Regions from separate parts of the Mus musculus genome. Here region 2 is linked to region 1. The links are chromatin contacts, called in public promoter capture Hi-C maps. All regions are on one chromosome and are shown on one strand. Each heading gives the region's core, a stretch centred on a gene start, on an enhancer-like site or on the middle of the called end of the contact. The rest is flanking DNA. Distances are from core to core; before and after follow the strand shown.

The links. Promoter capture Hi-C pulls out the DNA fragments that hold promoters and counts their contacts.
Region 2: a contact with region 1 is called in a promoter capture Hi-C map of the C10 cell line. The contact joins the promoter of Cr2 here to the enhancer-like site in region 1. A contact is called at or near these places in 1 of 39 promoter capture datasets (the C10 cell line), 1 of 15 datasets of contacts at CTCF or cohesin (the NIH/3T3 cell line), 2 of 484 Hi-C or Micro-C datasets (B cells and pro-B cells), 3 of 115 datasets of contacts at active chromatin or transcription factors (the 230-238 cell line and bone marrow-derived macrophages) and 1 of 9 other capture datasets (adipose tissue).

What each region holds. Positions count from the first base shown.
Region 1 is chr1:194,983,615-194,988,590 of GRCm38.p6, forward strand. No RefSeq gene overlaps it. Among named protein-coding and RNA genes, the nearest start is that of Gm16897, 9.1 kb to the left of the region's middle. Within about 2 kb of position 2,172, at least 42 of the 459 cell types and tissues checked have an H3K27ac peak or open chromatin away from gene starts, as enhancers often do. A contact at or near this core is called in B cells and bone marrow-derived macrophages, where this site is marked.
Region 2 is chr1:195,173,949-195,178,924 of GRCm38.p6, forward strand. Cr2 (complement receptor 2) reads right to left here and starts at 2,771. Exons shown (of 26, transcript NM_001368765.1): 1 at 2,605-2,771. The coding sequence starts at 2,662.

The DNA.
Region 1 (4,976 bases), core at 922-3,421:
TGTGATTCTTAGATATTATTAGTTTTTGTTTGTTTGTTTTTGCAATTTCAGGTTAAGTCCAGCTATATTGTAGGATTGGAATATCTATACAGTTTTAGTACTTTTTAGTAAAACTATGTTCTCAGATGTAAAAAAAAACAATATACTTTTAGCATTTATATGTTCTCTATTATATACTTAGGATATAATATTTTAAATTTAGCATGATTCATAACTCTAGTCATGGTTAAGAATTTGATTTTTTTTTTTTTTTTTTTTTTTTGGTTTTTCGAGACAGGATTTCTCTGTGTAGCCCTGGCTGTCCTGGAACTCACTTTGTAGACCAGACTGGCCTCGAACTCAGAAATCCGCCTGCCTCTGCCTCCCAAGTGCTGGGATTAAAGGCGTGCACCACCACTGCCCAGCTAGAATTTGATTTTTTAATTAAACAATATTTTGTATATCAGTTAAACTCTTGAGTATCTTCCTGTGTTGTATACAGCATTTTGGTATTATTAATACATAGTAAATACAACATTGAAAGTTGTCAGTGGCTACGATGTGTGATACTTTTTCTCTTCCTCTGTTTGCTATTCACAGTTCTGTCATAGACAGTCCCTGCCTGCTGAGCACCCTTCCCTCTCACACATGGGTTCATGATGATACCCAGCCCTGATCTGTTCACGTCACTGGTGTTTCTCCTTTTGAAACATTTACATTGGCTGCTGTTTTGTTATTTTAAAGAAGCCCCAGATTTTGCCTTTCAGGCTTCCTCATTCATGCTCATGTTTTCATGTCCACCTGGAATCCCACCACTCCTGACACTTCTCCCAGTGGTCACTCTGGCTTTGATCACACCTCATTGGGTGGCTCCTTAGCAGTGTTGGACATAGTTGGTCCTGTCCTTTACCTGGAGGCTATTTTCATCTTATTTCTAGGGCATCTGTTTCTGGTCTCTTATTGCCTTCACTGGCAACACATTTTCAGTTTTCTCTCCCTGGGATTCTTCCTCTTTATCTTTTCCATCCTCACTTTTCCACATCATATCTTTAAATGCCTTACTTACAAATTAAATCTCCAGTTCATTTCAGAGTAGTCACAGATGGGAAATAGCAATGACCATGCATTTTTTTTTCCTGAATTTGCTTGATGAGTTTTATTTTATTACTTTCACTGTAATTTTATTTATGTTATAACTTTTCCCTAGTAAGAAGTAAAACCTTGGGTAGTGATACTTCCCAATTTTTGTCTCTAATACAGGCTTCCTCGTGAGTTGTAGACCCATATATGAGTCTGCTGGTTTAACATCTCAGTATTGATATTAATACGTTTACCATTGAACATATCCCAGTCTAAACTGACTTTTTTACTCAGTTTTCCCATCACAATAATGGGAATGCTAACCTTTTCGGTGTTTATTAGAATACTAGATGTTGTATATCACTTTCCTCATTCTTGTGGTCTTTATCCCACTCGTGTGCTAATCCTGATTCCATCTGTAAAGTACCTCCCAAATCTGACCTGTCAGAACTGCTTTTCCTGCCAGCACCCTGGCCAAATTGCTGTCATCTCTGCTTCTCTGTCCCTCATAGGCTAGAGTCCTCACAGCAGCCAGAATCTTCCAATGAAAAAGAAGTCTTACTATATCCTGATGTACTCAACCCCAAGTGGTAGCTTTTCATCTCATTCAATAAATACTGTGGTCCTCAATGAGACCCCCAGGATGGTGTAGCTTATATCATTACTGTAGAATAAATAGAGTTACAATGTGAGAAACACTAGAGAATAACACAGGTAATTTTAAAACCTCTGGCAAAGGAAAAAGAGCTGTTGAAAATTAATTGTGGTCATGTATTTTATTTAAGCTAGTATGCCAAAAGTGTTTTTATTTTTTAAGTGGGTTTCATTGTTCTTGTTTAATTTACTATTTGTGCTGAGTCATAGCATATCTCCAGTGGAGGCTAGTGGCTCCCGTGTGTTCATCAGGACTGTAGGACCCATTTCCTGTGCTGCTGCATCTCTGTCCTCTTTGCTCTTGTTTCACTACACTTTATGCCATCATCATTGGCCGCCTTCGTGTTAGGGCCTTTTCATTTCTAGTTCTCTTGTCTGGAATCTTCTTCCCACATAGCTTGTGTGTTTTTTTTTTTTTTTTCCTTTTTTCCTATGGGTCTTATCTTCTCTGGGGCCTTCTCATAGCTCAGCATTCTCTAGCATTCTCTGTACCCCTTTCCACGGGATTTTTCTCTATCATCATTAATATAATAAATATTTCTGGGGTGGTTTGAATAAGAATGGCCCCCACAGGCTCATGTATTTGAATGCTTAGTAGTCATCAGGAAATTGTAGTACTTGGGAGGGATTAGGAAATGTCCCAGTGTTGAATTAGGTGTGACCTTGTTTGAGGAAGTGTATCACTGAGCAGGGGCTCTGGGGTTTCAAAGCCCAAGACAGGCCCAGTGTCTCTTCCTGTTGTCTGTAGATCTAGATGTAGAACTTTTAGCACCATGAGAGAACTTCTAACCCTATGTCTCCCTACATGCTGCCATGCTTCCTGACATAATGAGAGTGGGCTGAATCTCTGAAACTATAAGCAAGCCCCAATTAGATCCTTTCCTTTATACCATGGTCATGGTGTCTCTGTACAACAGTAAAACACCGACTAAGACAGTTTACATCAGTGTCTTTTCTCTCTCTGTTTACTGGAACAGGAGTTACAGGAGCAGTGATCTTTGTCAGTTTTGTCCCTTGCTCTGTTTCAGAGCAGAGACAGCAACTACCATGTAAAAGCTGTTTGTTGAATAATTAAATTGAATAAATGATTAAGAATGTTTATTAATAAGAATAGTTCAAATGAGTATACTCTTGCACATTATGTGACAGTTGCCACATAAATTTAAGCATTGTATCCATGCCCATAAACATATTAGGTAATAGTTTGGTTTGACTTATTATTTTCAGCAAAAACATTAAAAAGACATTCTAGTATTTTTGTCTTCATATTAAGGTATCTCTTAACACAGGCTCTCCAAGAAGTTCTTGCCCATATTACTTCTGCTAATTTAAATGCTTCCGACACTTAATGTAATATCTCTTAGGTTATATAGCTTCAAATAACAGGATTTCAGTCTTTTATTGTGAAATAATCTTCCAATGCACACACACACATATACACACACACACACATGCACACACCACACCACATACACACACACAGAGACACACACCACACACACACACACACACACAGACACACATACAGACACACACACACCACACACATACACACCACACAAACTGACACACATACCACATTTTCTTTTTCCATTCCCCTATTGATGGACACTGAAGTTTATTCTCACTCTTGGCTATTATGACTAGTGCTACAGTAAATATGGCATTAAAATGTCTCTTTGACATGCCAACTTTAATTTCTTTAAATATATTTCTCATATTAAGATTGTTGGATTATGTGGTAGTTGTGTTTCCAGGGTATTTCTTGTTCTGCTTTGTTGTTTTGTGATGGAGTGTCCCTATGGAGCCAAGACTAGCCTAGAACTCGTGATCCTCCTGTCTTAGCCTCCTGAGTGCTATGCATAACAGGTCTGCACATTGCCATGTTTCTAGTTTTTGGGTTTTTTTTTTACTTTTAAGGACCCTAAATACGATTTTTTTTTTAAACCGCAGCTGTACTAATTTACATTTCCACTAACGATGTGACAAGGTATTTTCTCTACATCTATCCTGGAATTTGTTACTACTACTACTACTACTACTACTACTACTACTACTGCTACTAATTATTATTATTATTACTATTATTAATGATATGCTTTTGAAAATATCCATTCTCATTAGGGTGAGGTGGCATTTTATTATAGTTTTGAATTTATATTTTTCTGATGATCATTGAACATTTTCTTGAATACTTGCTGCCTGTTTGTCTTTTTTAAACAAATGTTTGTTTAGGTAATTTGCCCATTTTAAAATCGGATTATTTGTTTTGAGTTCCTCATATGTTCTGGATGTTGATCCTGGCAAGTAAATAGTTTGCCAACATTTTCTCAAGTTCTACATGTTGTCTTTTCATGCTTGCTTTCTTTTCTGTGCAGAAGTGTCTATACTACATATCCTTTCCAGCCACCTCCCTTAAAGAAAGAATTGATACCTCTTTGTGTGTGTGTGTGTGTGTGTGTGCGTGTGTGTGTGTGTGTGCATCCTGCCAGGGCCCTTCTCCATTTTGTTTGTTCAAGAGGCTATGGATATGTACATTTGGAGTGTGCCCAATGATTATGAGCACACTTTTACAAGGTGAGCAGCTGGAAGGAGACTTACTGGCTTTGGCCTGTTTACAGGCCCTCTCTACTGTAATAGGGACTTTGCCCAACTTATGTAGATCCTTCATTGTTGAACAAAGCTTGTTCCCCTTGCTCTATTTTTTGCCACTTGATTATGATCTACCCATCAGCTGCTGTCCACTGAAGCACATCCATAAAGGTTGTTCTCTGTCCATTTCTCATTTTGGACCAAGTAGAGTAGGGATGGAAGCATGGAGTAAGATAGCTAATTTTAGTTACAGAGTTAAAGCATAAAAGGGAGACAGAAGAAAGTAAGAATGTATCATAGTAACCAGAATGGGATACAGAAAATGTCTTTTGGAAAACAGTAAACATATCTTCCATTGCATTCATGGCTATATCCTCAGAGCCCAGCTGTACTATTTTCACTGGGTTATTGGTAAGTACGTTGTTAAGTGGGTGCTCAAGAATAGGCAGGGCTTTGCCTATAGCACAGAGCTAGGGTTCAGAGCCAAATGGGGACTGTTGGAGCTGGGTGGCTAGCCAAATCAGAAGAGGTATATATAGTAAAAGAGGGCTGTGTATTGGAAGAGGTGGTAGGAAGTCCTGGACCTCTCTTATTGGAGCTGAGACGAAAGGATGGACCATCTAGAGACTGCCATATCCAGGGATCCACCCCATAATCAGCTTCTAAACGCT
Region 2 (4,976 bases), core at 1,521-4,020, 190 kb after region 1:
AAGAAAATGTCTAATAAAAAAAGAAATAAAGGCCATTGCAACATCCATACACTTGAGTATGGCTCTAAAAAAAAATTCTATATAGGAGTGAATATTACCTCCTTAACTTTATTTGCAGAGATCCAGAAGTTCACTCTTATTCAGATCAGAGGAATCTAGACAAAAAGTACCACTTTGTGAAACCCTACAAGAGTAGAAAGAAATATACCTGAAAATTTACAAATTTAAATTTTTTCCCACAAAAGTGTGAGGCAGGTACAGGTGAAGGCTAAACAGTGGTTGCCTGCTGACTCAAAGACATTCACCAAGCTCCCAAGGCCACAGTCAGATCAGCCTTCTCTAACTCCATGCTTCTACTGGGGAATTGAAAAAGAGTCACCACTGTTAGGAGCCAGATCTTACTGTAGTTTCCTCTTTTGTAATTCTTTAGTTTCTTCCATTAATTCCCACCAATTTCCCCAACTACATACTCTGTGAAAAACATCAAGAAAGTCTCTATGAAAAATGAAGGCTGAAAAACAGTGAAGATAGATATCTTCAAAACATGATGAGACTTCTACCAGTTATTCTAATCAAATAATAATCTGTGATTATCAATTGTAAATAAGGACAAAAAATTATCTTCTACAATATGGAAAAACATTTAAATTCATAAAACTCAACAATAAAGACCAAGAGAGATACAAGATCTGGAAACTATAGAAGAGGAAACTTTACAATGTGACTTTCCATGCCAAAATGAAGCAAGAATCAGACTTTGTGCATGAGGGTTAATAGAAGTCTCATCTCTAGTAAGGAGATCTCACACTGTATTGAAACTGCCCACCTTCCAGGCCACAGTACAGAATTTCCAGAGATTGGTTTCTCCTCCAATCAGAAAGTGAAAGAGAGCAGGTAAAAAGGCACTGCTGTCAAACCTGATGACCAATCCAGTTTAATCCCTGGAACCCACGTGGAAAAAGCAGAGAACGAACTCCTATGAGTTGTCTTCTGACCTCCAAGCACATGCCATTGAATGAACACACTTCCCACAAATGATAAACAAATAAACACATTTAATGATTTTTCAAAGAAAAAGAAAGGCTAGCCTACAAGCTATTACATGATAGGAATTTTCATGAGTCTCTTTTCTCTCTTTACATCTTTCTAGGATCTGGAGTGAAGATCGGAGTAGTGACTAACACTGAAAATTCTTCTGGAGGACAGGGAGAGATTAACTATTTAGATGTAAAAGGCTTTACACGGATGATTTAGAAATCATTTAGAAGTAGATGGAGGATTTATATGTAGAATAAAAACAAATCTGAAAAGTTGGTCAGAAGACAGGAAGTAGGGAAATCATTATTGAGAATTATCATCAAATGCCTTAATACTGGGTTTCCTGGCTATCTGATGGATATGGATGATTTTTTTTAAAAATGAGAGTCATGTATGTTAACCAAAGTATTGTACTGAGCATAAAATATTCATCAGTGAACATGAAATAAGGTCCAGCCATCCCTAGAATTGATTTTCCAGTAGAAATTGTAGCAGAACTAATACATAATATTCAGACCCTATAACAACCAGATCCATCCTTAGCTGCTAACGGCTACCTTAGTGTCAACAGTCAAGTGCCAATTGACTTAATTTCTCTGACAGCTCCTGATTTCTTTCACCTTCATGGGATGTTAGCACAGCTCATTTCTGACTTTATATATGAAAAACTGAGGGTCAGGGCTCTAACCAACTTGCCAAATTCACGCAGCCATTGAGGTTTACTGTAAGTAACCTATGAATTTATTCACTATGAGAACAAGTTATACTGAGACTTGCCAAAATCCACTCAGCATTGAGGTTTTTGCAGTAAATGTCTTATACCTGATCCCTTCACTACCAGAATAAATGGTACTACTTTAAAAGCAAGCCAATCTGTGAAACAACAACAACAACACACACACATGCACACACACACACACACACACACACACACACACACACATACACACACACACCACTTACAGAGAACACTGAAGGAGAACCTACAGAAGCACACACCACTACAGAAGTCATAGTTTTAATTCATGTTCAACTTTAAAAACTAACTGAAGATAGTTTTTAAACATACTATCAAAGATAAAAAATCTGAGACCCACATTGGAGAATCAGGTGTTACTCTTTTTAAAAACCGAAGCAGTGGCTCCATGCCTAAGAGGCACATGCAGGTCTGTAATTCTTGAGCACAGATTGGGACACTACTGTGTGAGCTCTTGATGAATTCCCTGGAGACTGGAATCCAGGGAGAAGAGAGCAGACCCCCCCCACACACAAAAAACAACAACAACAACAACAACAACAACAACAACAACAAAAACAAAAACAATGCAGCAGTCACATTCCAAAGCGACCATAAGTGTCTCAGCCTTCTATGGTGATAATCCATCTCCCAGAAGAGGTGGGGACGTTCTGCATCAGGAGACAGAGGGATCTCCAAAGGTGTCAGGGACAGCCAAGTATCCAGCATTGGCCCCACATCCCTGGTTTGTCCTCTAGCCTTTGTGTAGGCACAGAAAGTTTCCCAGCCCTGGTGGAATTCCCGTATTTGAGCTCCCGTGCCCAGCTCACCAAGAACTCCTGGAGTGATGAGAGTGAAGAAAACCCAGAGCGAACCCAAGGATCCCATGTGTGCAGCAGTCCAATGGCAGGTTGCGCTCTGTGAGTTGTGAGCCTGTAGCAAGGAGAGGAAGAGGACGGGGCTGGCTGCCTGCGGGGCTGGCTGCCTGCGGCTGGCTGTAAGCAGTGGGGAGCAGACCCTTAAATAGCATCGGCTCCGCGCGGTGGCGCTGGGTACTGAAGATTTGTGAAGCACAACTGCAGGTGACTAGGGGCGGAAGAGGCAGAGAGGGGCGGTCCCCGGGAAGTCTGCTTTTGGTTCAGGCTGGGTTCTGCGACGCCTGGCTTTCCTATATTTTGTTGATTGAGCAGCCAAGTACATTAACTTTCTCGTTCCCACCCCCCTACATCTGAAACAAGAATTTCACAAAATAATACTCATGCCTACTGATCGTATGATATGCTAATTTACAGTATTGTATTCTTTAAACCTGTTTGGGGTTTTGTTCCAGTTAATTCAGTTTCAAACCCCATTAATGTAATCAACTCTCAGTTTGAGAAAACAGCTTATTTTACTTAAAGTGGAAATTCAGAAATAACACTGCCTGGCATTACAATCTTTTTACTCTAGTGTAAACAGTGAAATTTCAAATTTCTGTATAACTGTAAAGGGGTTTTCTAAATGTTAATATTTTAGAAATGTTATCTCTATATAATTATAAAGATATATAAAAGTATATATTTTGACTATACAATTGTGTTATGTAATTGTTATTTCTGACTTTTTAAATAAATTACAGACATTTATCTCTTCTTTAAGTATTTTAATGTGTATTTCCTAAAAATAAGGACAATATAACTATAGTAAAATGATCAATTACAAGACACTAATATTGGTAAGGTAGTTTTTCATAATTTTTTACTGTCTTCAAGTTTTGATGAATATCTCAATAATCTTTGTTACGGCATGATAAGAATAACAAAACTATCCACACTTCAGTGTTATATATTTAGTTTCCATGTCTCTTTCTTTAATTTGAAAAAGATCTTTGGGAGTAGGAGGTGTGTGTGTGTGCATGTGTGTGTGTGTGTGTGTGTGTGTGTGTGTGTGTGTGTGTGTGTGTGTTTTATGTGGTTTGCACGTGTACATGAAGATGTGTGGAGACTAGAAGCTAATATCAATGTCTTTCTTGCCAGCTTTCCACCCCCTTATTCGAGGCAAAGCCTTTCTCTGACCCTTAAACTTGCAGGTTATCTAAACTGGATGGTCAGTAAGTTCCATCTGCCTGTGTCAGGCTCTCTTGCACTAGGATTACAGGTAAATTGGCTGCAGCTTTTTACCTAGATTCTAGAAATCTGAATTCAAGCCCTTATGCTTGCTTGACAAATAGCTTTACAAACAGAGCCCTGTCAACCTCTTGGAATTTTGTTGTTTCTTTTGTTGTTAGTTTTTTATATCTTTGAACTACACATAGTTAGAGTATTTTCTAAAAATGGCTCTTAAATCATTTGTCTACTATACAGTACAGTAACAAATTACCCTATGATTAGTAGTGGATTAAGCGAGACTAAATAGTACCTTCCAGTTTGTACTATCATGATTTGGAGTCAATTTAGCTAGACTGGCAGTTTTTCATCTCCCCTGATATTATGGTCCAAATGAGAGCTTGCGCTACAGTCATCCAGTTGATTGGGACAGGAAAAGTCACACAGAAGACGCTCAGTTGCTGTTGACTGGATTCCTCATTTCTTCACCATGTGGTCACTGGGCTGCTGGGTAGCAGGAACTGAAAATTCTCACCTCATGGCAGCTAACTTCTTCTAGATCAAAAAAGATCTAAGCCAGAATGTCTTCCATAATCCCCAGCAGTCATAATACTTTGAGAATAATCTACTGATAACAAATATCAACCCTTCTCAGTGCCAGAGAGACACTATGCATGAATGGGAATACTGGGAGTCAGAGATGAAGGGGCACCATCATGAAGGCTGGTTACCAGCATCACTCAGTTTGGTTTGATATGTTTTTTCACAATTAGGTTGAAATTTTATATTTTGAGGTAGAGATATCATGGGATAGGTGCTATGTGCTTATCTGTAGGTACATGTTGCCTGATGGTCCTTTTTATTGGTAGTAGTAATTTTTATCACATAAGCAGGTTTCTGTCAAGTTTCTGTAGTATAAAATTACTATTATTTATTTTTATTTTATTAGTAATCATTATTACCTTTAACAAATGATATTTATTAACATATTAACAAGTTATTATTATCATATTATTAAAGTTACCTTATTATTAACAAATACTTTGGGGAGGAATAGTTTACAACTTTTTAAGTACCTCATTTAAAAACCAAATTTTGACCCTAATTTTAGATCATTG